4 separate regions of the Sus scrofa genome follow, and all the other regions are linked to region 1. Evidence: chromatin contacts called from public Hi-C and HiChIP or PLAC-seq data. All regions are on one chromosome and are shown on one strand. The core of a region is the stretch at or near the end of the contact, and the rest is flanking DNA. Distances in the headings are between cores, read along the strand shown.

Region 1 (7,029 bases), core at 2,399-4,898:
ATCAAAAAATGGTCAGAAGATCTAAATAGACATTTCTCCAAAGAAGACACACAGTTGGTCAGGAGGCACATGAAAAAATGCTAAACATCACTAATTATTAGAGAAATGCAAATCAAAACTACAATGAGGTACCACCTCACACCAGTCAGAATGGCCATCATTAACAAATCAACAAATAAATGCTGCAGAGGGTGTGGAGAAAAGGGAACCCTCCTTCACTGTTGGTGGGAATATAAATTGGTGCAATCACAATGGAAAAGAGCATGGAGGTTGCTCAGAGAATTAAAGATAGAACTACCATATGATCCAGCATTCTCACTCTGGCATATATCTGGATAAAGCTTTCATTCAAAAAGATACATGCACCCCTGTGTTCACTGCAGCACTATTCAAAATAGTCAAAACATAGGAACAACCTAAATGGCCATCAGCAGATGAATAGATTAAGATGTGGTACATATATGCAATGAAATACTACTCAGCCATAAAAAAGGACAAAATAATGCCATATGCAGCAACATGGATGCAACAAGAGATTTTCATACTAAATGAAGTAAGTCAGAAAGGGAAAGACAAATACCATTCGATATCACATATGTGGAATCTAAAATATGGCACATGATCCTATCTACAAAATAAAAACAGATCACAGATGTGGAGAGCAGACTTGTAGTTGCCAAGGAGGAGAGGGGAGAAAGTGGGATGGACAGATAGTTTGGGGTTAGTAGACGCAAACTATTGCATTTAGAATGGATAAGCAATGAGGTCGTACTGTGCAGCACAGGGAACTGTGTCCAATCTCTTGGGGTGGGCCATGATGGAAGACAATATGAGCAAAAGAATATATATGTTTGACTGGGTCACTCTGTTGTACAGCAGAAATTGACATAACACTGTAAATCAACTATACTCTAATAAAAAAAGATTTAATGTTCCTTTTGTGGCACAGAAATCCTTTCCTCTTTCTACTCGGCAAAGTCCTCTGCATACCGGGAATGCCTGATACATAAGTTTTGTCAAAGATGAAAGCGAAGGGGAGGAGCAGGGCACCCAGGAGCAGTACAAGGAGAGCAGGTAACAGCGCCTTTGGTTGCAACCGACAAACATGGACTCCAGCTGGTTTGGACAGAAAAGAAACTTATTGATGTCCTGCCCCTTATTCCCTTGGGCCACCTCTGAAGCCAGAAGCTTTATCTTCCAGGTCCTCAGACACCTGCTCAGTTTGAGTACAGAGCAGCCCAGAAATGGCAGAGACCTAACATGCTTAGGCCACCCTCAACCAGTGAGGGACAGGAAATCAGTGAATAAAAGTCAGTGCAGGAGTTCCTGTTGTGGCTCAGCAGTAATGAACCCGACTAGTACCCATGAGGACGTGGGTTCAATCCCTGGCCTTACTCAGTGCGTTAAGGATCCGGCATTGCTGTGAGCTGTGGTGTAGGTCACAGACACGGCCTGGATGCCACATTGCTATGGCTGAGATGCAGGCTGGCAGCTGCAGCTACGATTTGACCCCTAGCCTGGGAACAGCCATATGCTGCAGGTGCAGACCTAAAAAGACTAAAAATATAGTTATAAATATCTCTAGCCCCCCACCCCACAGAGGGACAATTCTGATACATGACACTTCCTCACAGAGTCTCCAGCAGAGTGAGCCCCACTTAACCGCCATGTTAACCTGCTCATCCTGTCCCCCCATTAGCACTTCTCCTTTCCCTGGTCCTGCCTGGAATCACCTCCTACAGCAGACCATCTTCCAAAGATGGTCACAATAAAAGCTTCCTGTGGCAACAGGCTCTTTTAGAACCTTGCTACTTCTCTCCTCAAGGGATGGACTCTCTGTCCCTTCCCTTGAGCCTGGCTGGGGGTGGGGTGGGGGATGAGGGTACAATCACTATGGAAAACAGCATGGAGGGGGCATGGAGACCGCTCCCACAGATAGAAATGATGTCACATGACTTCCATGACTAGACTGGAAAAGGCCATGAAGCTTCTGTCAGGTTCTCTTGGGACACTGGTTCTTGGAAGCCAGCTGCCATGCTATGAGGAAGCCCAGGCCGCAGGGAGGCGTTCTGGCTGACAGGTGGTATGGCCCAAGGAATGTGTAGGGAAATCACCTCCAGATGAGTCCAGCTCCAGCCATCAGGTCACCCCTGGATGTTGAGTCACCTCCCCACTGATGGCCCAGACACTGCTGAGAAGGGACAACCAGTCCCCACTTTGCCGTGCCTGATTTCTTGACCCACAAAATCTGTGAGGATTATAAAATGGTTGTCTTATGTTGCTACATTTCCAAGAGGTTTGTGCTACAGTGATAATAACTAGAACAGCTCCCAAATAAAGTACCCGCATACAAGTCCCAGACTTGGGATCTACTTCTGGGAGAATCCAAACTAAAACAAAAGGATATTGCATAGATCCTAGAATGTCTCCAGCTTCCAGTCCCAAACTTACATTAGCCCCAGAGAAAGGTACCTCACCTTAATCTCAACAGGAGGCTTAAGTCTCCATCCTGACATTGTTCAGCTACTTCTTCACCAGCCTTGGATATGCCTACCTCCAGACATCTTAATTATGTGAAAATACAAATCTTCTTAACGCTTATAGCCATTCTGAGTTGAGTCACAGGTATCTCAACATACAAACCAACAGTGGGTACAGAACACACTCTGAAGTCAGGCTGCTAGGATTCAAACCCTGGTCGAGCCACTTACTAGCTCATTACCTTAGGCAAGTCTCTCTCTCTCTCTCTCTCTCTTTTTTTTTTTTTTTTTTTTTTTTGTCTTTTTGCCATTTCTTGGGCCCCTCTCAAGGCATATGGAGGTTCCCAGGCTAGGGGTCGAATCAGAGCCGTAGCCACCGGCCTACGCCAGAGCCACAGCAACGCGGGATCCGAGCCATGTCTGCAACCCACACCACAGCTCACGGCAACGAGGATCCTTAACCCACTGAGCAAGGCCAGGGATCGAACCTGCAATCTCATGGCTCCTAGTCGGATTCGTTAACCACTGAGTCACGACAGGAACTCCCTGGGCAAGTCTCTTAAACCAAGCTGTGCCTCAGTTTCCCCCGTCTGCAAAATAGGAGTTAATCATACCTAGTTTGCAGACTTGTTTTGAGGTTTAAATAAACTAATGTACATGCAAAGTGTTTAAGACAGTGCCCGACACAGCACCAGATTCGTCAGACTCGTAATATTACTGTTGTTGGTAGGTATTATTATTACTTCTACCGCTATTACCGCTAAGGCTCCAAAGGCTGGGCTGCCAAGAGCGAGGTTTTGCCAACTCACTCTCGCCGGGCAGATCTGGCCCCTTCCACGCCGCGTCCCCGCCCCCGCCTCCCGCGGACCTGAGTCACCCCGGTGTGTGACGCACAGCCATCGGCGCCCCTCCCGCCCCACGACCTGCAGACTCACCCTGAGTCAGCCTGCCCGGACGCTTCCACTCCCGGGACGCCGAGCGGAAGAGGAGAAGCGGTGCGGCGCCCCCCAGCGGAGAGCCGGAGCCCCGCGTGCATCCCGCGGCGCCGGGCGAGTGGAGCCGAGGTCCCGCGGGGACGCGCGGGGGATGGGCCGGACCACTGCGGGGCCGGGGGAGAGAGACGCACTGGCCGGGCCCCCCGCCGCCTGCGCAGAATGGTACGGCCCGGCCGGGGTTAAAGCCCTTGGGAGGAGGTGCGTCTAGTGGCGGCGGCGGTAGCGACGGCGGCGAGATGGGACTGCGTGCGGAGGAGCGCTGGGCAGGGCCGGGATGGGCCGGGGGTCGCCCGAGGGACCTGGGCCGAGCGGCAGCGCGCAGGGCGGCAGCATCCACTCGGGTTGTATCGCCGCGGTGCACAACGTGCCGCTGAGCGTGCTCATCCGGCCGCTGCCGTCTGTGCTGGACCCGGCCAAGGTGCAGAGCCTCGTGGACACGATCCGGGTGAGGCCCTGGGGGAAGCTGGCAGCTGGGAGGGCTTCAGAGGAGGGAGGATGCGCCGGACGCCAGACGGGACTGGTTCAGTCTCCCCCGCAGCTCAGCATTTGCTGTGTGACCTTGAGCAAGCTGCTGGGCCTCTCTGGACCTCTGTTTCCTCTTTGAGCAAGGAGATTGGAGGAGAGAATAAAAATAACAATCTCTGACTCCTATCAAGATGGTATTTGAAATGGCCCAGGAGCTCTTTTAAGTGCTTAGCTTCTTCATGCCAATCCTGAGAGGTTCTTTTACAGACGAGGAAATAAGGCACAAGAGGATTCAAGCAACTTGTCCAAGGTCAGGCATTTAAGAAAGTGGTACAGCCTGGCCACAGTGCCCAGCTGCATGGCCACCACATTATCCTAAGATAAGATGTGTGGTCACTTCTGGCTGTGGCAGTGGGACTGGGGTGGGGGTGGGGTCCTGTCTGCAGAGAGGGCCTTGTTTGAACTGGAACTGGGAGAGGAACAGGTCAGCCACAGCTCAGAGAGGATGCTGGAGAAGGCTGGTGTGATCCTGGCAGGAATGAGAGGGGAGGGAGGGGCCATAGGTGTCCTGCATGACATCTTGTCCCCCTCCCCCAGACCCTTGGAGGGTGGCCATGTGAGACCCTGAGGCCCCACCAGACACCTCTCCTGCTTCCAGGCATGTCTTTCAGTCCTAGACTTTGCACTGCTGGTAGTTCCTCCTGCCTGGAACTGCTTCCCAGAGAGCCTGCTGCCCCTCTGGGGTTAGGTCCCTGCCTCCCTGTTCTGTGGCTCCCCCCTTAACCCGAGGTATTTCTCCTTGCAGGGTTTGTGTCCCGCTGAGTTATTTTATACATTTGTTTGGGTTTTATTGTCCCTCCTCCCCACCTCGTGTGAACTCCATAGAAGCAGAGACTTGGTCCTATCTTGCTCTTTCCGTGACATGAACACGGTGCCTGGCTGTTGTTGAAGGATCTGGCCCTGTGTGCTCTCTCCCACCACTGGGCCTTTGCACAGACTTTCCACCCCACCCCACCCCTGGAAAACTCTTTCGTGTCTTTTTTACTCTTTCTAATCCTCCTTGGTCTTCGGGTCAGTATCTTCCCTGACAGCCCCTACTGGGTTTGGGGCCTCCCATGGGCCCCCAGCCATCTGCATGCCTACCAGCAAACCTTTGATCCCACTGGGTTGTAATGGCCCCAGCCACCTGTCTTCTAGGCCAGAAACATATGCTCTGTGAGGGCAAGACCCTGGCTTGCCTTTGCTCACCATCTGCATTCCTTTTCTATAGCTACTGTAACAAATTACCAGAAACTTAGTGACTTAAAATAAAGACAGATTGTATTACTTTATAGTTCTATAGTTCAGAAGTCTAAAATGGGTCTCCCTGGGCTAAAGGCAAGGTATCAGCAGGGCTGCATTCTTTTCTGGAGGCTCAGGGGAGAATCCATTTCCTTGCCTTTCCCAGCTTCTAGAGGCCACCCACATTTTTGGCTCTTGACCTCTTTCCTCCATCTTCAAAGCCAGAAACATCAGACCTCCTCTTGTTCCTCTGTCTTCCACGTTTAAGATCCCTGGTGATTACATGTGGCCCATCTGGATAACAGGATAATCTCCCCATTGCAAGATCCTTAACTTAATTCCATCTGCAAAGTCTCTATGCCATGTAAGTAACACATTCACAGGTTCCAAGGATTAGGATGGGGACATCTCCAGGGGCTGTTATTCTGCCCACCCACCCACACCCCCGGGTGGCCAGCACTAGGCCTGCCAGGCACAGCGGCCCCTCATTCCAGCTCCCCCACTGGGCAGCCTCTGCTCTGTGCCTGGCACACACACATCAGCTCCCTGAGTTCATCAGCAGGATGTCTAAACCCATTTTACAGATGCGGAACAATGCCCAGTGGCAAGGCCAGTTCTTCAGCTCCCCACCCCACCGCCCCACCCAGCCCTTGCTCTTTGGAGGAGCTGAGATTCACATTCATGTCTGCCTGGTTTGGGAGCCCCTGTTCCTAACTGCTGGGCCTTACTGTTTAGTCATCATTTCTGGGATAAATGGATACATGCATCCATTGAAGCAGCCTAATAAGAGACCACCCGTGGGCCAGTGGCGGGAGGCCTTGTAGGCAGCTCACACCTAATTCAGTCTCCCCAGAGCACTCCACCCCCTCCCATCCGGCCCTAGGCCTTCCCTACCTAGAGGACCATCTGGCCGCTCAGGCCCCTCACAGGAAGTCAACTTAGATGCTCCTCTTCCTCTTCTCACGTTCATCCCTCCCGGGGCTCTATCCCCCTAAAGGTGTCCCAGACCTGTCCACCTCTCTCCCTATTCCCCCCCCCAGCCCCCACACACCTTCCCTCGGGCCTGCATCTTCTCCTGAATACCTGATTTGGCCCTGCCTCTGTCCTCCCTGCTCGTGCCTTTGTCCACCCCCCCCCAAGCCTGCTCTCCCATGACTTTCTAGACTGTTCCTCAGATCTTGTCACCCTCCCCTGTTTCAAACGCTCCAGGGCCTCCTAAGAGGTACAGACTTTTTGAGTTAGAAAATAAATGAGTCACGGCTGTGAAATGTCCAGTGCAGGAAATAGAGTCAATAAGTGTGTCATCTCTTTGTAGAATGGCAGATGGTAACTAGCCTTATCATAGGATCGTTTTGAAATGTGCAGAAATATCGAATCACCGTGGCGTGCACCAGGAACTAACATAGTGTGGTAGGTCAATTATCTACCAAAAACAACCAAACAGGGTCATAGAAGAAGAGATCAGATTTGTGGTTAGCAAAGGGTGAGGGGTGGGGGTGGGAGGCATGAGAAGAAGGAAAGGAATTATATGAAGGTGGTCAAAAGGTACCAACGTCCAGGCACAAGATAAATTAGGGATATAATGTATAGCAGGATAAATACAATGAACTCTGCTAAACATTATTATCAAAGTTGTTAAGGGAATAAATCTGCAGCCTTATCATCGCGAGGAAAAAAAAACCATTTTTTACATTTCTTTAATGTCATATCTATATGAGATGATGGATATTCCCTAAACTTACTATAGCCATCACTTCATGATGTATATAAGTCAAATTATGCTGTACACCTTAAACATATACAGTTCT
Region 2 (7,029 bases), core at 2,681-5,180, 320 kb after region 1:
AATCCACTGGAACTGCGCAGAGGGAAGCTGGACTCTGGGAAGACACACAACAAAATCCGGCTCTTGAGAGTATGAGGAGCACCCTCCTACAGGCCCCAGGCCCCAGGGCCCAGGGAGGGGAGGAGTGGGGGAGCGGGGTTGAGGGGGTGGGGGGGGGCGCAGGGGGATAGTAATGGCAAACATGCACTGAGTGCTTATTGGTGCCTGAGCTGACTCTTTTCCTCCTCATGGCAACCCCCAGAGCACCCTTATCATCATCCTTATGTTACAGATGTGGAAACTGAGGTGCAGGGAGATAAATGACTTGCGCCAGATCACACAGCTAGAAAATGCAGGACTGGGGATCAAAGCCACTTAAACAGTTGTGTCTAAGACTCAGGAGAGTGATCAAAATCCCTTTTTGTTTGGCCGTCGTATGGCAAATGGAGTTCCTGGGGCAGGGATCAGATCTGAGCCACAGTTGCAACATGTTGCAGCAGTGGCAATGCTGGATCCTTAACCCACTGTGCCTGGCCGGGGATCAAACCTGCGTCCTGGAGCTCCTGTTGTGGCGCAGCGGAAATGAATCCGACTAGGAACCATGAGGTTGCAGGTTCAATCCCTGGCCTCGCTCAGTTAAGGATCTGGCATTGCCGTGAGCTGTGGTGTAGTTTGAAGACGAAGTTGGATCCTGTGTTGCTGTGGCTGTGGCGTGGGCTGGCAGCTGTAGCTCCAATTTGACCCCTAGCCTGGGACCCTCCATGTGCCACGAGTGCAGCCCTAAAAAGCAAAACAAACAAACAAAACCCCACCAAAAAAACCCTGCGTCCTGGAGCTGCAGAGACGCCACTGATCCCCTGTTGCGGGAACTCCAGAATTCCCTTTTATCTCACTGCATTAGGGGCAGAATCTTGTGGCTTTAACAATTTCCAGTAAAGTAACCTTTCATGGAATATAGTGCATCTTGAAGCAAGGCTTAGGAGCTTACTATTAAAATTTTTCATGTCAACTGATAGAACTTGTGATAATTGGTTTTCTCACCATCCATTGCTTTTTATGGCTTCTGAACATTGTTTCAAAATATTTGAAATGACTAGAATAAGAGGGGGCTTTAGTATCCATAGCATAAAGTAAAATACCCAATGCTATAAATACTACAAAATACAATAGAAGAATTCTTAACTTCTTCAAGAAAGTTTTTAATAGCTCAGGGAACAATGACTATTACACAAAGAAATAGGGAAAAATGTGTTTGCCTTGAAAACTTTTCTCCCCCTTTCATCTTCAGTTTTGCACAAACGGTTTAGAGGCAGCCCAGCATTCTTAAAGGAGGAAGTCATATTTTTGATGTTATTTTTATCTTGACTTTAGAAGGATTTATGTGTTTTTGTGTGATACGAAACATGAACTTGGACAATGAGCTCTCAAAACCTGTGCTCCTAACCAGTTCCTAATACCGTCTCTTGTAATCATTCATTTGCTTAGCCCACAAATGTTTATTGAGCACCTACTATGTGTCAGGCTCTGTTCTAAGTGTGGGGACTCACCAGTGATGTGGCCTCTTAGAAAACATACATTCTACTGGGGGAAATAAACAATAAACAAGCCAAATAAGTGCATAGTATGTGTAGTGAGGATAAGTGCTATGAAGAAGTGCAAGGATAAGGTTAGGGGGCTAGGAGTTCCTGTTGTGGCGCATTGGGTTAAGAACCCAACACAGCATCCGTGAGGATGTGGGTTCGGTCCCTGGCCTTGCTCATTGGGTTAAGGATCCAGCGTTGCTGCAAGGTGCTACGTAGGTCGAAGACATGGCTCAGATCCTGTGCTGCTGTGGCCGTGGCAAGGCTGGCTGCAGCTCCGATTTGACCCCTAGCCTGGGAGCTTCAATATGCTGCAAGTTCGCCCCCCCCCCAAAAAAGAAGGTTAGGGTACTAAAGAGGCACAGAGGAAGGAGTGACCGAGACTGTGTTGGGAGAGTGGTCAGGGAAGGCCGCTAAGGTGGTGACATCTGAAGGGGGAATGTTCCAGGCAGAGGAAGCGGAAGTGCAAAGGCCCTGAGGTTGGAGTGAGGTTGGTTTGATGGAACAGGTGATGAGGAAGAAAGATGGTGGGCTGTGGAGGGAAGGAGATAGCTTGTATGTAGCCTGTGGTCCATGATTAGGCTTTTGAGTTTTTTTTTTTCTTTTTCTTTTTTTCTGTCTTTTTGTCTTTTAGGGCTGTACCAGCGGCACATGGAGGTTCCCAGGCTAGGGGTCGAAACCGAGCTGTGGCTGCCAGCCACAGCCACAGCCACAGCAACATGGGATCTGAGCTGTGTCTGTGACCTACACCACAGCTCAGGGCAACACTGGATCCTTAACCCACTGAGCGAGGCCAGGCATCGAACCTGCCTCCTCATGGATGCTAGTCAGGTTCGCCAACCACTGAGCCATGACGGGAACTCCAGGCTTTGAGTTTTTATACTGAGTAAGACAGGAAGACCTTGGAGGATTCTGAGTAGAGTGGGGATGTGATCTGACTTAGGTTTCCATAGGGGTCCTTGGGCTGCTGCTGCTCTGTGCAGACTGGTCTGTGGGGACAAGAGGGAAGAGGGGACAGAGCAAGGAAACAGAGATGACCCAGTTGGTTTGTTCTTGGACATGGAGTAGGATCCTGACTGCCCGGCAGCCTCAGGACCGTTAGGGAAGGGTCCATTTCTAGAGCAGAGTCATGAATGCTACACTTTATCAGAATCACCCGGGAGTGGGGCTCAAGGGGTCCATGACTTGGAGGCTGGCATTTCTCACAAGATGCTTCTGGTCCCTGTGGGCCATGTTGGAGATATTTTGGTGACGACAAGATAGTAGAGCTCGGAGTCCAGACTTCAAAGATAGCAGCTCTGCTCTGTGTGATCTTGGGTCAGGTCCTGGATCTCTCTGACCCTCCAGTCCTGCTTCTCTAAAGTGGGGGCCAATAATAGTGCCAGGTGATGTGGTGCACACCGAAGTTTGCACTTAGACTGGAGGTTTCCAGTCTCCACGTGTTCGCACGCTTATTCGTATTCTCCTGTGAGGGACATGGGGGCTGAGGGCTGGGGAGGGGTCATTTCTAGCAAAGGACAGAGAAATGAGAACGAGCAGAAGGAATGAAGAAGAGCCACAGGAACTCGGGATCTGAGTTGCGACCAATAATACCACAGCTCATGGCAATGCCGGACCCTTAACCCCCTGAGCAAGGCCTGGGATTGAACCCGCAACCTCATGGTTCCTCGTCAGATTCCTTAACCACTGAGCCACGATGGGAACTCCTCCAAGTGGCAGTTTTAAGCCCACACAGTTCCTCCTCTTAGTGTAATGGACAGACAGACTTTGGGAAGCAGTAGTCTGCTTTTAGACTTTTGGTGCCATTACTTCCAGGCTGTGTGACTTTGGGGCAGTCATCTAACCTGTCTGACCTTCCACCTCTCAGAAAAATAGAACTGGTAAACACAGGGTTGTTGGAGGGTGAACCGATAACACGCCCGGTGCTGAGTGAGGCGGCCTTAGCAATTGTTGTTATTATTATTGTAGATGCTGTGTAACCTGCTTTTCCTTAGGCAAGTCACTTAATCCGTGAGATGCTCATTGTCTCCCCAGGGGCCCTGGGTGAAAGGAGGGAGTCCTCACTCCGCTGTCAGAGGAGAAATGAAGGGTAGCCATGTCTGCCTCTGCTGTTTCTTCTCCAGACGCTGCCTAATAAAGATAAGGCGGCGCCCTTTTGTTTTAATTACCCATTAATAAAATATGTGTCCATTAGATTGTGACAGGCCACCCATTGGTGTGGATGTGTGACACACCCTCACCTCAGAGATGTAAAATTAGGAGGAAATGGATGTTTCAGAATGGATGGAATATTTCAACGTGCTCAGACCCGCAGACAATGGGGAACCGCCGCCCGGCTCGGGTGGTATTTACCAGTCGAAGCCACAAGGGGGCGGATGTACGACCGGAGGGAAGTGGTCCCTAGGCTCCGGGAGCCTCTGGCCAGCCTCGCACACCGCGACCTCTTTTCCCTGTCCTTCCACTCGCAGACGATGCTCAGACACCGGCAAGCCTCGCACCAGGAACTCTGCAACCACGAGGACTTCCTCACCCAGCTCAACCGGGAGCTGATCAAGGCCATTCAGGACACGGAGGACAGCTCGGCCCTGAAAGTGCGGGTGATGCTGCAGCAGCACGACGTCTTCATGGTGAGCGTCCACAGCCCCGCCTCTGCCCTCTGTGCGGCGATCGAGCCCTAGACACCGCCCTCCTGAGCGCTCGGGCGCCCTCTGCTGCTTTCGTTCTACCTCTCCAGGCGGGTTGCACAAGCTGCTTCCTCCATCTGAGAGATTAATCTCTTACATACTACCCGCCCGTCTTTGGAATCAAGAGGAGGGTGTACATCCTAACCAGCACTTATTAGCTGGAATGGAAGACTTCATTTATTTATTTTATTTTTGGGGGGTCATTTTGTCTTTTTCAGGGCCACACCCGCGGCATATGGAGGTTTCCAGGCTCGGGGTCTAATCGGAGCTACGGCTGCCGGCCTGGCCACAGCCGCAGCAACGCAGGATCCGAGCCACAGTTCACGGCAATGCCGGATCCTCAACCCACTGAGCGAAGCCAGGGATTGAACCCGCAACCTCATGGTTCCTAGTCGGATTCGTTTCCGCTGAGCCACGACGGGAACTCCCTGGAATGGAAGACTTTAAATTAACTTCTGAGCCCTATAAAATGGGGGACAATTGCACCCACTCCAAAGAGAAGTTGGGCCTGGCACACAGCAGGCGTGCAAGAGAAATTAGCTAACATCGCTAGCAAATACTTATACAGTGTAATACTGTATATGTATTCACATAACCCTACAACAGTTGTTTGGGCTTTACTGTTCTCCTTATTCCACGCATGAAGAAATGGAAACATGGACAGGCTAGGTGACCTGCTCAAGGTCACCCTCAAGGTCAACCAGCTAGCAAGGGTCAGAGCTGGGATTTGAACCCAGACAATCTCGCACTGGGATCTGTGCCCCTTCCTCCATGCTGTGACTACCACCTTCATCCACTGCTGGCACTTATGGTCTATTGGTCAGGGTGACTGCTGAGAGCCCAGGGAGCATCCCCTGCCTCCTGTAGGAGAGGCTTGGCGATGTTTTTGAGAGAGGGCGGAAAGTTCACAGGGGACCGGGAGTTCAGGCTGAAGAAGAATCAGAGAAAATGGCTTCATGGAGAAGTAACTCCTTTCTGACTGCAGTTTGCCCAGGAGGAGAGGAACTGAGTTTACTTGGAGCCTGAAACAAAAATTCCGATACCTTGGAGCCTTAATTGGTGTGATTGGGCTGCCACAAGAAAGTACCACAGACCGGTAGCTTGGATGACAAACATAAATTTTCTCACAGATCTGGAGGCTGTCCAAGGTCAAGGTGCCAGTAGGGTTGGTGTCTGCTGAAGCCTCTTTCCTTGAACCATTGATGGCTTCCTTCTTGCTGTGTCTCCACGTGGCGTTGGCTCTGCATGTGTGTGGAGAGAGAGAAAAAAATCCCTGGTGTTGCTTCCTCTTCTTAGAAGGACAGTAGTTTCTGGAATGGAGCCTCATCCTTTGAACCTCATTTAACCTTAATTGCCTCTCTAAAGGCTGTATCTCCAAATACAGTCACGTAGGGGACAGGGTTAAGCCTTAGCATATTAACTTGGGAAGGGGCACAATTCCGTCTATAACAGAGACCAGGGACATTCAGAGTTATTCCTTCAGTCCAAGGAAACTCTAGAATATTTGCCAAACCCAGACAAAGTCATTGTCTGATTTGCCTCCATTGTTCTATTTATACATTTATTGTTCATCCTGAGTGTTTCCTGTGGGTCCTGGGGAAACAGGGATCAGAAGGACAGTCATCCCTGTCCAGCTCTTATTCTAGTGGAGGGACAGGCAGGGAGAAAGCCTTTTGTGTGACTGTGATGGCGAGGGGGGACTTGGGGAGCTAGGAGGGGCCTTCTAACACAGACATGGGAGGATCAGGAAGACTTCCCGGAGAAGGTGATGCTTGAGCTGAAACCTGCAGAAGTAGGTGCTAACTGGCTGAGAGCTGGCGAGTGTTCCAGCCTGGGGATGTGGGTACCCGAGGCCTGGGGTGAAAGTGAGTATGAGTGGCTCAAGGAGCCACATGTTGCTTAGTGTGGCTGGACAGTAAGGTGTGAGGAAGGGATCTGAGAGAGATGAGATTGGCCTGGGTCAGGTTGAGGGGTGCCTTGTCAGCCAAGGACAGGGGTTTGGATCTTATTTATAGGGCAGAGGGGAGATGTTGGAGGGTTTTAAATAGTGAGAAGGATGTGGTGATCTGTTTTGTTTTGTTTTGTTTTTTTCTTTTTATGGCACCTTTGGCATATGGAAGTTCCCAGGCTAGGGCTGAATTGGAGCTGCAACTGAGGCCTAAGCCACAGCCACAGCAACACCGGATCTGAGCCACAGCTGTGACCTACACTGAAGCTGGTGGCAACACCACATCCTTAACCTACTGAGCAAGGCCAGGGATCGAACCTGCATCCTCATGGAGACTATGTCAGGTTCTTAACCTGCTGAGTCACAATGGGAACTCCTGCTTGTTTGTTTGTTTGTTTTAATTAAAATTTTTTTAAATTCAATTTTTTAAAGTAAAAAAAAAATTTTTTTTTTTTTTAAAGAAAGATCATCTGAGGGAGTTCCTGTTGTGGCACAGCGGAAACAAATCCAACTAGTATCCATGAGGATGTGGGTTTGATCCCTGGCCTCACTCAGTGGGTCGGCGATCTGGCATTGCTGTGGCTGTGGTGTAGGCCAGCAGCTGCATTTCTGATTTGACCCCTAGCCTGGGAACTTCTGGATGCCATGGGTGTGCCCCTAAAACGCAAAAAAGAAGGAAAAAAAAATCATTCTGACTGCTGTGTGGAGAAGAGCTCAAAGGAGGAGCAGTTAGGAGTAGCTGCTGTAGTATTTCAGACAGGAGATGAAGAGAACTTGAATGAGATGATGGCGATGGGAATGGGAGAAGGACAAGGCTTCGAGGGCTGTTTGGGGGGCA
Region 3 (7,029 bases), core at 1,584-4,083, 300 kb after region 1:
TAGTTCAGCGGTGTTAGCAATACAAAAGATAAATATTTATTCAGAACAAAACTTTAAACAATCGATTTTACATTCTAAGACACATGGAAATAGCAAAACATGAAGCAAAGGGAAGACAACAACTAAAAGAAAAGCAGTGTACTGTCTTTTCTACTTTAACTTGATTAACACTTAGTTGACCCACTGCCCTCTGGCTTGGCCTATTTCGGAAGTACATTTTAGAGTTAATAATTCTGGTTTTCTCCTGAGAGTCAGGAGGCTACAGATGAGCTCCAGTTAGCTGCTTCTCTGGGGGTTCTAGCTATCGAGGCTGGGGTGCGAATGTAAACCTTTGGCAGGTTTCCTTGCTCAGGAGCACCTCTATTTCTCACAGACGGCAATGAATGGGGAAGGGGAGGGCCACAAAGGTCCTGGCCCACTTTAATCCCGAGCCGGTATCCCAGGGAGCAATGAATACACCCTGGGTCATAATGTTTCTTTGTCCTTCCCTATCTCCCAAGCGTTGAGAAGCCCCTGCCAAATCTTCTGCTTCCTCTCCCACATGAGTTCTTAGCCTTCCTCTGGGCTCATCATTCTGGAGAGAGCAGACTTTCTGGGCCCTCAGTGTTGAGGAAAATGTTGTGAAGTGTGAGAGGTAGTAGAATGAGCACCGGGCTTGGGGTCAGGGGACTCTGCTCTAGGCTAGCTCTGGCACCAGACAGCTCTGTGATTTTGACCCAGTCTTCTAACCTCTCTGGGCCTTGTTTCATCTGTTGGAAAACCAGGGGATTGGTCAAAACCAATTTTTTGGTCCTTTCCAGCAGGAAAATTCTAGATTCCGTGATTCTGTGAAAAATGGCTTCTGAGCCACTGAAAGTGCTGTCACCAAGTCCACGCATTTTAATGCCATAAGAGAGGCCCTTGGCCACCATGCAGAGCTTATTGACTCAGATTACAGACACTTCTAACAACACTGGTTTCACAAATTCTCAGACCACACAGATTAGAAGCAGCAAATTAAAAGGGGTAAGGGATGAGCTGCAAAAGATAAGACACCCTGACAAAAGCCACAGTCAACAATGTTCTCAGTTCAACAAACACTGATGGAGTGCCTACCATGTGCTGGGCCCCTACCTAGCGCTGGGGCATAAAGATGAGCAAGGCAGCCCAAAGGGTGGATATCCAGGGAGAAGACAAGGCGTGGGGAATAAAAAGTACCAGAAAAAAAAAAAATCCTCGAATACAAAACAGAAAACAAAGTTTAAAAAAGGGAGGGGCGACATATCTGCACGCTACAGTTCTCGGTCATCGTTAGTGACAACAGTCACCAAATTCAGTAAAGGCTGAAATGGAGTAAACTCGGTTTAGGAAGGCAGAGCGAGACGTCTCTTGCAGGTTTAAGAAGATCTCCTTCGAAGACGATAAAAAATGGTTTAAAAAAAGTTTTGGCACTTAAGAGGGGTAAGCTGGCTCTGTGTTCACCTTGGCAGGCAGGCGGGTGTTCAGTGCCCGGCCACGCCGGTTAGCTGAGCTGCCACGGAATTGTGAACGGCTTTGGGACACTGGGCAAAGGCGTGTCCTCGCTTGCCACAGAGGTTGCAGACGATGCCCTTCCGGCAGTAAGGGCTCAGGTGCCCTTCCTCCCCGCACCTGAAGCACCTGTCCTGTGTGCAGCTGCCGCTCATGTGGGTCCGGGAACCACATTTAAAGCACGTCTTGGGCTGCCCTTTGTACCAACTGTAGCCCCTCTCGGCCCCCAGGAAGAAGGCTCCCGGCAGGTGCCTGACCCCGCCCTCCCCCTGGCGCAGCTCGATCTCGCACTTGTACTCCCCGGTCCAGATCCCAAACCTGTCGGTCACTTTCACTGGCACGGCCAGCACATCGCAGTGGCGCTTGAGCCAGGTCACGATGTCCTCCACGTCCACCGTCTCGTTCCGGAAGAGGATGAAGAGCGTCTTCAAGCTGGACTTGCTCCGCCCCAGCACCACAAAGTTCTCCCAGCAGTCCTCCTGCTCGCGCTTCTCCTCGTAGACGCGTAGGAACAGGGCCAGTTTCTCCGCGGAGCGGAAGCTCACGTCGAACTCGCGGCTGCCGGGAATCTGGATAACCGCGTAGATGTCGCTCGGGTCCATGCCGATGGAGCGCAGGATGAGCGCGCCCACTACGAAGTCCCGGGTCGGGCAAGCGCCTTCGTCTCCCTGGAAACAGATGCGCACGAGAAAGCGGCCCTTGCCCGGGCCCGCCCCGGGGCCCGTCGCCGCCGCCGTCTCGTCCTGGGGAGGCCGCTCGGCCGCGTCCTCGGCCGCGCCGGGCCTGCTCGGGCCCGCCATGGCCGCCACCTCGGCCTTCTTCCTCCTGCCTGCCTCGGCTGCGCCCTTCTTCTTGCGGGCGTCCGCCGCCTCGCCGGCCGGGTCCCTTCGGCGACCCTTCGGGTCCCCGCGGCCGGCCGGGGGGAAGTCGCCGAGGCCCGGCGCTGCCAGGCCCGCGGGGGCGCAAAGCCCGCCTCCTGCGCCGCCTTCTTCCTCCCGCCGCGGCGGCCGCGACTCGCGGAATTCGCCCTTCTTTTCGGCCAGGTTCTTCACGACCTGGGCCCAGCCCATCTTCTCGCGGCCGCCCTCAGCTTCCTCAGCCCTGGGCGCCGGGCGCCCGGGGGGCAGGAGCTGCGGCCGCCCCCTCTTCCTCTCCTCCTCCGCGCCGCCGCCGGTGGCCATTTTACCTCCTTCCCAGCATCCTCCACTCGCTCCCTCAGCCAAAGGGCGCCCATCGCGCGCGCCCGCCCGCCCGGGGCTGTGGGGGTTTGGGCTTTTTTTTTTTTTTGAAATTCGACGCTTCTCTCCCCCGCCCCGCCGAAGGTATTTACTTGCAGCGCTCAGTGGCCCCGCGAGCCGGGAACCCCCTGGTAACGGCCGGGCCGCGTTTCCGCCGGCGCTCGTTCCAACCCCACCTCCTCGGCATCGAAGCGGGATGGGGCGCTTGGAGCGCGTCCCTGCCCCTTGCGAGAGTTTGGCAGCCTTGGGTCTCGCTCTCGAGGATTTGGTATTTCGCAAGCGGTCCTCGATGATTTCATTCAAGCAGCTTTACAAACGGCCCACAGCCCGAAGGCGGGACGGGGTTGAGGAAGATTTCGCCCATTTTGTTTTCGTTTTTGTACCTTTTCTATTAAAAAAAAAAAAAAGACAAAAACAAAACTTAGCTCTCCCCTCCTCTCAAAGCAGGTCACACTGCATTATTTTTCCAACGTTGGATCATGGACATTTTCAAACATAGGAAGTTGAAAGAATTGTGCACTTTAACTTTTTAACTATTTTAACTTTCTGTCATTAAAGTTTTAATAGACCTTATCACACTACCTCTATCCCTCCTCACCTCCTGTTTTTTGATACATTTCCAAGTAAGTCAGACTGCCTTATTTTTAAAAAAGACTTCCATCATATTCATGATGACGATGACATTGAGCGCTGAAGTGTCCAGTAACTGTTCTAAGCACATTGCAAGCTTTATCACATGGAGTCTTCCAAAACAATCCCGTGAATACACCCGTTTTACCAGCGGCAGGGGCTTGGAGATTGGGATTAAATCACTTGGTCAAGGGGCAGAATTAATAGGCAGCCCCATGCCTAGGGGGGCTTCTACCTCTTTGCTTCTGACATTGTGGATCAAGGACTGTTTGGATTAGATTCTCCAGGAACCCCCGTCTAAAACAGGTTCCCTAACTGAAGTTAGCAGGGGACACAGTCTCTTATTTCTCCCTCATCTGTGTCAACTGGTGCTTCGGAAGCACTGATAAAATTTGGGTGGTTGAGGGGGTGAGATTAACAGCACCTTTCCTCATGTTGTTTTCTTTGCCATAGCTGCGCTTGCATTTCAGGGTGTTCCAGTGATCCTCTGGGTTTAGTGAAAGAAAAGGTGGATTGTGGAGTCAGGGACCCTGGTTTGAATCTGACTGCTTCAGAGCTCAGCTTTGTCGCATGGGGCCAATGACCTCAGTTTTCATAGCTTAATTTGCTCATCCATAACAAAAAGATATTAATATCTCCTCTCAGAGGACTAACATGGGGGTTCAGGAGATAACCTGGGTGGAAGAGCTTGGTCCACAATGGGTTTCCAGGAGAAGTTATTTTTCCTTTCTGCCTCTGTTGGATTCGTTCCTATTTCTCTTGCAGTTCTTAGGAGCCCCGTGCGTTGTTTTCTTAAGATCTTTCCCTTTACCCCAATTCCAGTATGAACTCAGGAAGCCAGCCTCTCCAACTCTTGTGCCGTGCGAATCTTCCAGTTCCCTCACTTTATAACCTCTGCCATGCTTTCCTCTATCCCCTCTCCTCCACCCATGTCCGTGCCCATTAACCAGAAACGTCAAATCTTAGATTCACGCATTCCCCCCTTTTGTTCTTTCTGCTTGCCTGCTAATATCTTTCCATGCGGATGATGTTTGCATAACCAAACAGAACCTATGTATTTTAAATAATCCCTTTTATTCCTCATACCCTAACTCCCTCTCCCCACCCCCACTCCAGCATACAATCAAATATCTATAAGGATCTGGAAGGTACCATAAATAAGGAAATGGGGGGAGGGAACTGGTGGGCACATATTCTATCTGAATACGGGCAGCTGCTAGTCAACTCCAGTCCCCGCTGTGGCCAGATCTTCCTGTTTTTAAGAGAAGCCTGAACTCCAGTTTCTTTTTAAAATGGGAAACAGTCTTTCTTCTCCTTCTTCACAGTTGTCTTGGCTATATTTGGATCCTCTGTATAAATTTTAGAACCAGACTAGTAAGTGCCAGGAAACCACTTTTGGGAATTTTAATTGGGCTTGCTTTGCATTTATACAGAATTGCCATGTTGTGATACTGAATCTCCTCATTTATGACCCTACTGGATTTCTCATTTATTTGTCTTATTTTATGAATTTCAATAGCATTTATAGTTTTCTTCAAAAAGTTCTTGAATAATTTTTTTGGAGGGATTTATTCCGAAGTACCTTGGTTGCTATTGTAAATGGTTTATTTGTTTGTTTATTGTCTTTTTAGGGCTGCACCTGTGGCATATGGAAGTTCTCAGACAAGGGTTTGAATCTGAGCTCCAGCTGCAGCCTATGCCACAGCCATACCAACACCAGATCCTTAACCCACTGAGTGAGGCTAGGGATCGAATCTGCATCCTCATGGATACTAATTGGGTTCTTAACCTGCTGAGCCGCAACAGGAACTCCTATAAATGGTATCTTTAGAAACTACATATTTGTTATTAGTATTTAAAGGAAACACAAGGAGTTCTTACTGTGGTGCAGTGTGTTAATGATCTAGTTTGTCTCTGTGGAGGCGTGGACTCTAGCCCTGGCTCCACACAGTTGCAGCAGGGGTGTAGGCCGCAGCTCAGGTCTGGCTCGGATTCAGTCCCTAGCCCAAGAATATCCATATGCCATGGGTGCGTCAGAAAAAGAAAGAAAAAAAATTAAAGGAAATACAATTGAGTTTTTGGTACTGAACTCATATCTAGCAATAAGGCTGAACTCTTTTAAGATTTCCAATGGCATTTGGAATCACTTTGCTTTTCTATGTTGACAATCACATTGTCTGTAAATAATGAAGGTTTTTTTCCCTCTTTCTGTTCAGATCTTATACTTTTTCTTGTTTTACTGCATTAGGCAGGACCCCAGGACCCCTCACATAATATGTATGTGTGTATGGCAATATATATATATATTATATCATATATTAGGCTTTTTTTTTTTAAGGAAAAAATAGTTTTTATTTCTTTGCCAGGCAAAGGAGGTCACAGCAGGCTAATGCCCTAAAGACTGCGCCCTTCTTTGAGAGAGAGTAGGAGATGGTCTTATAGTTTGGGGAGTAGAAAATAGGGCCACAGATGAGGATCAAAGTAGTTGCAAGTTTTCATTCTTCTTCAAACTGGTGTTTAGTAGCCCCAGGACTGGTTCTGGTGGTCCTCCTTTCTGGAATGAAAAATGCTCCATCAAGTAGTTACCATCTTTCATTTGTTGGGGGTTTTAGTTCTGCAGAAGAACTCAAAAATACTAATCTATATCTATATCTACAGTTTGAGGAGGAAGCAGGACCCCGCCCCAAGGCTGCACTTTTTTCTCGACTGCTCCCCCCCCCTTTTTTTGTTTCTATTAAGAAATCTGTTTATATTTTGAAAATATTTGACCTGTGGACTGGAGTTTGGCTTTATCTCAATTTTACTAACTGTATCTTATTCTATCATAAGATTCTGTTGGTATGTGTATGGCCATTTGTTCCATCAAAGCCATTTTTCTGAAGTCAAATTCTGCAGATCCAAGTTTTCGGTATTCTCTTTGGGCCCTTTTTTTTAAAGTTTCATTTATTGTTGTTGATCACTATCAGCACTCTGAATTGAATAAAAGCCTGAACATCTATATTTATTTCTCACTGAATTTATTTAAAAATTGTCAGCCATTCTTCTCAGCAGTGTTCTGGCAGTCAGATTGTTCTATTGTAGAGATTACTGAACCAGGAGCTGCAGGGGCCAGGTGGGTGCCTGGTGAACAGAGCAGTCCAGATGGGCACCAAGGCCATCTAAAGAGGGCAGCCTTTACTCATTCCTGGCAGATTATTGCTGCAGAGGGTTATCAGAATTGGTCATTTTTGGTAGCTTAGTCTGGGTTCTTAATTGACAGAATTTTGGAATGTGCACTATTTTTCTTTTTTTTCCTCTCTCTTTTTTGGTTGCCCTGAGGCATATGGAGTTCTCGGGCCAAGGATCCGATCCCAGCTGCAGTTTGGATTTATGCCACAGCTGCAGCAACACCAGATCCTCAATCCAATGCACTGGGTCAAGGATTGAATCTGAATTCCAGCGATCCAGAAATGCCAGTTCCATCGTGCCACAGCAGGGACTCCTGGAATGTTGCACTATTTTTAAAAGGCTAGTTAGGAGGAGGCGTCCCTTGAGGTGGACTTCGAAAGAAGAAGCGGGTTTTGGAGAGCAAGAGAAGAAAAAAAAAAAAACCTGTGGGTTAGAATTATTGCTCCTAATCACAGATGAGGAAACTAGGCTCAGTCAGGGAAAG
Region 4 (7,029 bases), core at 2,317-4,816, 280 kb after region 1:
AGTTGCTTCCCTTGAAGTGGGTCATGAAGCCAGTATCCACCCAGACTCTCTCATTCATTCATGTTACCTGCCTGGGCTCTGCAGGGATGAGTCTATCATCCTTAATGAAGACCAGGAGTCCTGAGACAGAGGGAGCAGAGAGGCTTTGAGGGGCCAGGTCCTTCCTTGCCCTGGAACCCCCAGCTCTTCCTCCATGATGCTAATAAGTCTTGTGGACCTGAATCTGCCAAACTGTTCGGGGAGGGTTGAGGTGAGGCAAAGACATGTAGAACCACAGGGCGAGATGGGGCAAATACACTTTATTCAGTCCTGGCAGAAGTCCTGCTGTGGGTGCCAGTGCCCCAGACCAGAGGGAGCCCTCCCCTCAGCTACGAGACTAGTTCTCCAAGACCACAGACAGTGACATCTCTTCACTCACATGACGTTTTCTGGGGTTTTTCATTGTCTTTTTTTTTTGTTGTTGTTTTTCTTAAAAAAAAAAAAAAAAAAAGAGAGAGAGAGAGAGAGAAAGAGAGAGAAAAAAAGAGCGCGCGCGCGAAAAGGCCCAGAGCCGGAGCACCAAGCTTAAAGGAGGCAGCTGGTGGCTTTGTCAGCGACGGGAACGCGTGGGGCAGAGACCTGCAGAGACCCTGGGCAGGGGTCCCGGAGGACTCTGGGACCGTTTGTTCCTGAGATCTGTGTGTGTGTGTGAATGAGAGTGTGTGCACACCCGGAGAGGGTGAACACACGCCGGTGAGATACAGGTAGTGAGGGCAAAGGGGGCGTGGGGAGGCCGGAGGGGCGGGGCTTGAGCCGGGAGTGGGGGTAAGAGGGGGTAACGGCGTCATGGGCACGGTTCCCGAGGGCACACCGAACTGGACACAGCTTCCTCCTGCAGCAGCGCTGGGCGCAAAAGGCCCACCGCTACGCTGACCCTCCCCTCAGTCTCACTAGCTCAGCTGATGGTCTCTCTCAGCTGCTGACAAGTGGGGCTCTTCTGGCCACTTCGTCTGCCACCACGCCTCAGTCTCACCCCCCCTAGTACCAACGTGTCTCAGTTTCTTCCACTGAATACTGTCACTGGAGGCAGAGGGACCTTGATGATAGGAAGGAGCGGTGGGCTTAGGAAGGAGCCCAGGATGGGAGGGTGCCCTGAGGTGATAGGACAACTGGGGAGGGCTGGGAGTAGAAAGGCCCGGTCCCCAAACAACTGCTACGTGTCTTTGTTCTTAGTTTTCTCTCCTGAAGGATTTTCAAAGACAGACCCTGCCCCCAGCTCCCGGTGGGGGAAAGGGAGGTTTCTGAGAACCAGTTTAGGCTGTAGAGGCAGTCAGGCAGTCCGTGTGTGTAGTGGGGGGTGCACGTGGGTCTCGGCGACCCCGTAAGGGAAAAGGGGCCGTGCCACTTGGGAGAGTTCCAAGCCCCAAACCAACCCTTCAGGGCCGGCTGGTCTTTCTCCCCCTTCCGAGTGCTCCTCCCATTTAAGGCAGTGACGCCCCGTCGGGTTGAACGGAAGCCGTGGCTCCTGGATCTAAAGGTTTCTCATCAGGATCGCTCTATATCCGCCCCCCCTTCCTCCCGGAGCCGCTGACAGAGCCGTGCAGTTCGACAGGGACCAGCCCCCTCCTCCCAAGAAGCATTAGGCATGCGCGAGAAGGGGGCGGGCCCCAGCGCTCCCGGAGGGGAAAGGCGTGTGCCCCTCCCCCTCCCTGGGACGGGGCGGGGGGGGTAAGGGAGGAGGGCGCAGGGCGGCCGAGCTGCAGCGCCCCCCCCCAACAAGACAGGAGGCGGGCTAGGCGACCGCGGAGGGAGTCCGGAGCAAGGGCAGGGGCGTGTCCTCCGGCCTTGAGGAGGGGCGTATGCAACGTGGGGGAGGGGTACAGGTCTCTAGGGGAGGATACGAGGTGTATGGGGGGGCGGCTGCTGGTGGTTGCGAGGGAGAGGGCAAGATGGGGAGGGGCTTGGATGTCGGGGAAAGGGTGGGGGTTGGGCTGCCTTGGGGTGTGTCTGCGGGGGGAGGGGCATGTCTGGATTTGAGGGGGGATGGGCACGTCTAGGAGGGGGGAGGCTGTGCGGGAAATGGGGTGCCAGCCTCGGCCTCCGAGGGGCCCCAATACCTGATTCCTGTATGTAAACAGCTGGTTTGGGGGCGTGCGCGCCCCGCTGACGGTGGGCTCAGTAGGTGAAAACCAAGTCGGCGATGCTAGACGGGCGCCAGTCCCCTGCGATCATCTCGGTAACCTCGGGGGTGCAGTAGTCCGGGAACTCGAAGTGCGACGTGCCCGAGGGGGGCGGCAGGTCCGGGTCGCGGTCCAGGGCGCTGCAGTCCAGGCCGGCGGGGCCGGGGGGCAGTCTGGATAGAAAGCCCAGCGGCTCCTCCCCCGACGCCACCGTCTCCTCTTCGCCTTCCTCCGCTGCCGCCGCCTCCTCCTCCTCTTCCTCCGGCTCCTCGTCCTCCGACGGAGTCGGGGAGGCGGCTGTGACAGCCGCCCCCTCGCCCGACGGCCCTTGGGCACGCTCCGCGGGTCCCCGGGCGGCCCGCCCTGCCGGGACCATCCTCCACAGCTCCCGCCCGGGGGTCTCGACCAGGCGCACTTCCAGCAGCTCCTCGTCGTCGTCCTCGTCGTCCTCGGGCGCCGCCGCGCCGCCCCCCAACGGCCCTCCTGCCGCTCGGCGGCCCCCGCGGCCAGGCAGCTGCGGCCCGGGCTTGAGCCGGCTGCCGCCACCGCCGCCGGGGGGGCGGGGCCGCGCCTTGGCGGGCGCCCCCTTGCTCTTTTTGCGCGGCCGGTACTTGTAGTCCGGGTAATCCGCCATGTGCTTGAGGCGCAGCCGCTCCGCCTCCCGCACGAACGGGATCTTCTCCGAGTCCTGCAGCAGCTGCCAGCGGCGGCCAAGGCGCTTGGAGATCTCGGCGTTGTGCATGTCGGGCCACTGGTCCATGATCTTCCGCCGTTCGTGCTGCGACCACACCATGAACGCGTTCATTGGTCTCTTAATGTGGCCGCTCGGGGTCTTGCACCAGCCGGGCTCACGCGCCCCCTCCTCGGCCGGCCCGGGCCCCGGGGGCGGCGGCCCGCCGTCCCGCTTGGCCCTCGCGCCCCGCTGCTGCACCATCGCGCCTGGGCCCGGGGCCGCTAGACGCCGCCGGGGGCCGTCCGCATCCTCCGCGGCTGGGGGTGGGGGAGGAGGCAGCAGCGATGGAGGGGCGGCCCCGCCCCGCAGCTCGGCCCGGCCCCCGCGAGCTGGGGAGCTAGGAGCTGGGCGCACCGGCCCAACGGACGGCGGGGGGAGAAGGTCAGCGGCGCGGTCTCAGGCGGGCTCGGCGCGCCCCCGCCGCCTCCGGCAAGTTGCGCCCTGCAGCACGCCACACATTGTTTTGCGGGGGTGGAGGAATTGCACCCCCAGGCCCCCGCGGGCTCTCCTCGCAGCCGCCTGCTAAGCCGCGGCCCGCGCGCGCTGCTCCCCGCCCGGCTGCCTTCCAGTGTCTTTCTCCCCGCGCGGCCCCGCCGGCGCGCGCGCCACCCCTCCCCCTCGCCGTCTGCGGGCCGCTGCGGCGCGCGCGGGGCCGCCCCGTGTAAACACCGAGGTGCCCGCTTGGGCTGCGGCCGGGCCACGCCTCGCGCTCGGGCGGCGCGTCACCCGTTGCTGGGCAGAGAACCTGGTATTTGCATCTCCCAATCGCTGTCTGCCAAAGCGGGGCGGGGCTGCGGGGCTGCGGGGCTGGGCGGTCTCCCGACTGGGATCGGGGGTGTCGGATGAAGTAGGTTTCTTTTCTTAGGCTTGGGACTAGTGGGAGGGTGGCGGGACGCCGAGCGTGCTTCTCTTCAGGCTTCCGAAAGCCTGTCCCCGCCCCCACGTTGCCTTTGAAGTTTAGCTTGCTCAATGACACCTGCCGCCAGGTAGGACCTCTGCTCTCTCCTCTTTCGGTGGCGTCTTTTTGAATCGTCCCAGAACAAAGGTGGGGGAACCTAGGCTCAGGAAATCTCCTTAAGGGACTCATCGTGTCAGTGATGTAGCCCCTGCCTACTACACACAAGGTCTAGCCAAGCACGAGTCAACAAATGCTTTGGGGCCCAAATAACCGAGTCCCTTTCAAATTTTTTTTTTTCTCGATTGAAACGCCGTAAGAGTCCTGGGAAAGAAGGCCACATGACTCCCACTTTCCAGGCAGAAACACCAAAGATTTGCAGATGAGAGCTCGAATCCTAGGTTCGCAGTCCCAGCTTTCTCCGCAGCGCACGAAGGGGCCGAGGCACCTCGCCAACCAGCCAAGCACCCGAATAGGGAGGACTTCTCGCTTTTTCTGTTCTCAGGCGAGGTTCGAAAATGTATGGGTGCCCCATTCCTAGGCCCCACCCCACACCGCGACCAGCCGGGTGCCAGACTGGGGCGCGATGCCCCTCCCGGGTCTGAAGAAGCGTGCGCGGGCACAGGGGCGGAGTCAGGCCAGGGGGCGTGCCCGGGACGCACGCTCTGGGCGCGTGGCGGGGAGGGGCTGCGCGCTCCCTGTTCACCACGTGTGTGTGCTCGCTCGGGCACTGCGGGGCGTGCGCTACCCCTGGGGTAGGTCACCTTCATCGTGCCGTGGGCCTAGGCGGTGGGAGAGGTGCTGAAGCATCGCTCCGCGGAATAAGAAACTGGGAGAGGTTGGGTTGAGGGTATCTAAGGTAGCAATTTGCTGGGGCACAGCGGGGCAATGTCCGGGTCGGAGGATGCGTGTCTCACGCGGTAGACCTCACCCACCTCTGGGCGGGCGGGGTCTGAGAGCTTGCGGGTGTGGGGCGGGGAGGAAGGACGAGGTGCGGCTCCACAGACGATGGGGGCGGGGTGGTGCTCTGGGTGCCCGGGAGGGAAATGTAGCTTCGCGGGTGGGAGGGGGCGACTCTTAAAGGCACAGGGCACCCAGAGGAGAAGGCCCTGCGGGCGACTAAATGGTACCTCTGGCGACTTACTGAATGCTGAGATCTGGAGATCCCCGAGTTTGAAGCTTCATGACGGTAGCCTGGATGGTTCAGTGCTCCCTGAAGTCCGAGTTCCTGTAATCATATGCAGGTGTCTTTTTTGCTTGGCCTGAAAATAGGGAAAAAAGCACTTTCTTCCACATATGGTTATCTTGCACATTAAATGGAGGTAATGAATGTAGACACATCCCTGACATCTAGTAAATGCTGGATAAATATTAGTTATCAGGGGAGTTCCCATCAAGGCTCAGCAGAAACGAATCTAACTAGTATCCATGAGGACACAGGTTCAACCCCTGGCCTTGTTCAGTGGATTAAGGATCCGCACAGGGCTCAGATCCCGCGTGGCTGTGGTATAGGCCTGCCGCCACAGCTCCAGTTCGACCCCTAGTTGGGGAACCTCCATTTGCTGTGAGTGTGGCCCTAAAAAGACAAACAACCAAACCAAAACAAAATAGTTATCAGGGACTCAGGGTACCACCAACCTAGAGACACCAATATGATAAAAAAAAAAAAATTAGGCAGGGTGGGATGGATTTAACATTTCAAAAAAGGTATCAAAGTAGCAAGCCTGGGTAAAATAAAAGCTTTTTTGAATTTACACTTTTCCCATTTAATACTTGTTTTATTCTCAATGACATAGGATGGGCACTGCCATCTTTTCAGTGTTTACAGCCTTTCAAAGATCTTAACTCTGGCGCTGTAGCTGCTGCTAATAACCATCATTAGAGTGTTAGTGCTGACCTCCTGGATAGCCCTCAACCACAAGTCTTGAACCCACCCCGGGGCCTTTGTACATGCTGTCTCCCCACATTGCTGGTCCATTTCGTTCTAACCTCAGTTCACATGAACTCTCCAGAGACACCTGCCCTGACCACTTTGCTGTTGCCCACCCATCCCCCTACATCCCAGGTACACAGAATTGCTGGTCAGTTTGCTGACATCATTGTCCATGATTGGCTCACTTTATGTTTGTATGTATTTGATTATATGTAATATGGTAAACACCAGCGAAATCAGCAACCCAGCCCAAGAACTGGAACAGTGACAATGACCTCGCTTCCCTTGTGAACGTCTTGCCCATCCCCATTCCTTGCTTTTCCTCACCCGATGTAATTAATAGCTAACCTGAGTCTTCCTTTACACCTAAAGAAAGGCTAGCAACTTTATTAAGATATAATCCATGTGCCATACTATTCGCCCGTTTAAACTATATGATTCAATGATATATAACTTGTGCAGCCGTCACCACAGTCAATTTTAGAATATTTTCATCATCCCGCAAAGGGAGGATGTATATATACAGAGATGTATAAGTATATATACTCTATACTTAATTCCTCCATCCCCTCTACCTTCACATCCTCTACCTCTGCTCTTAACCCCCAGCTCTAGACAACCATAAATTTACTTTCCATCTCAGTGGATTTGCTGCACTGTTTATATCCCTATCAGCAGTGTATGAGGGTTCCAGTTTCTCCTTTGTCTTATTTTTAAAATTTTATTTTCTTCAAAAATACATTCTCTTGCCTTTAGCTTTATCAAAAGGGTATCATGCTGCATGTAATACTCTGGTATTTCTCAACATTATAGTGCTAAGATTCGTCTATATTTTTGCACCTGTATGGGATTTGTTCATTTTTCTCTGCAGGAATGTACACGATTTTTCTATCTAGTGTCCTGTCCATTGGCATTTGGGCTATGTTGTGTTTTTGCTCTGGACAGTGTTCTTATTTACAATCCTGATGTGTTCCTGGTGCTCAAATGCAGGAAGGTCTTCCAGGTATTTTATGGACAGTGTGGTGGCTGCATCTGAGGATATGCGAACACTAACTCCTTTTTTTCTTTCTTTCTTTCTTTCTTTCTTTTTAGGGCCTTACCTGAGGCATATGGAAATTTCCAGGCTGGAGTTGAGTTGGAGCTGCAGCTGCTGGCCTACACCCCAGCCACAGCTATGCTGGATCCAGGCCACATCTGCAACCTATACTGCAGCTAGCAACGCCAGATCCTTATCCACTGAGCAAAGCCAGGGATCCAACCTATGTCCTCAGAGACACTATGTCAGGTTCTTAACCAATTGAGCCACAGT

What was found. A called contact is a pair of places that touch in the nucleus more often than the background predicts. HiChIP or PLAC-seq counts read pairs in DNA pulled down with a chosen protein or histone mark.
Region 2: a contact with region 1 is called in a Hi-C map of fetal skeletal muscle, with 1.9 times the contacts expected there. The contact joins the enhancer-like site here to the promoter of SRXN1 in region 1. A contact is called at or near these places in 3 of 47 Hi-C or Micro-C datasets (embryonic fibroblasts, fetal skeletal muscle and heart right ventricle) and 1 of 2 datasets of contacts at active chromatin or transcription factors (alveolar macrophages).
Region 3: an H3K27ac HiChIP or PLAC-seq map of alveolar macrophages shows a contact between it and region 1. The contact joins the promoter of ZCCHC3 here to the promoter of SRXN1 in region 1. A contact is called at or near these places in 1 of 5 promoter capture datasets (fetal liver), 1 of 47 Hi-C or Micro-C datasets (embryonic fibroblasts) and 1 of 2 datasets of contacts at active chromatin or transcription factors (alveolar macrophages).
Region 4: a contact with region 1 is called in an H3K27ac HiChIP or PLAC-seq map of alveolar macrophages. The contact joins the promoter of SOX12 here to the promoter of SRXN1 in region 1.

The regions. Positions count from the first base shown.
Region 1 is chr17:34,578,729-34,585,757 of Sscrofa11.1, forward strand. SRXN1 (sulfiredoxin-1) reads left to right here and starts at 3,649. Exons shown (of 2, transcript XM_003134361.4): 1 at 3,649-3,920. The coding sequence starts at 3,750. It overlaps LOC106506648 (a long non-coding RNA gene), which reads right to left and starts at 3,635. Exons shown (of 3, transcript XR_002339912.1): 1 at 3,416-3,635.
Region 2 is chr17:34,901,846-34,908,874 of Sscrofa11.1, forward strand. C17H20orf96 reads left to right here. Exons shown (of 12, transcript XM_021077827.1): 5 at 1-69; 6 at 4,028-4,186. Among named protein-coding and RNA genes, the nearest start is that of C17H20orf96, 14 kb to the left of the region's middle. Within about 2 kb of position 3,931, at least 40 of the 83 cell types and tissues checked have an H3K27ac peak or open chromatin away from gene starts, as enhancers often do. A contact at or near this core is called in alveolar macrophages, embryonic fibroblasts and fetal skeletal muscle, where this site is marked.
Region 3 is chr17:34,882,799-34,889,827 of Sscrofa11.1, forward strand. It overlaps ZCCHC3 (zinc finger CCHC domain-containing protein 3), which reads right to left and starts at 2,834. Exons shown (of 1, transcript XM_003134368.4): 1 at 14-2,834. The coding sequence starts at 2,690. The coding sequence ends at 1,482.
Region 4 is chr17:34,854,868-34,861,896 of Sscrofa11.1, forward strand. It overlaps SOX12 (transcription factor SOX-12), which reads right to left and starts at 3,567. Exons shown (of 1, transcript XM_021077779.1): 1 at 282-3,567. The coding sequence starts at 3,093. The coding sequence ends at 2,155.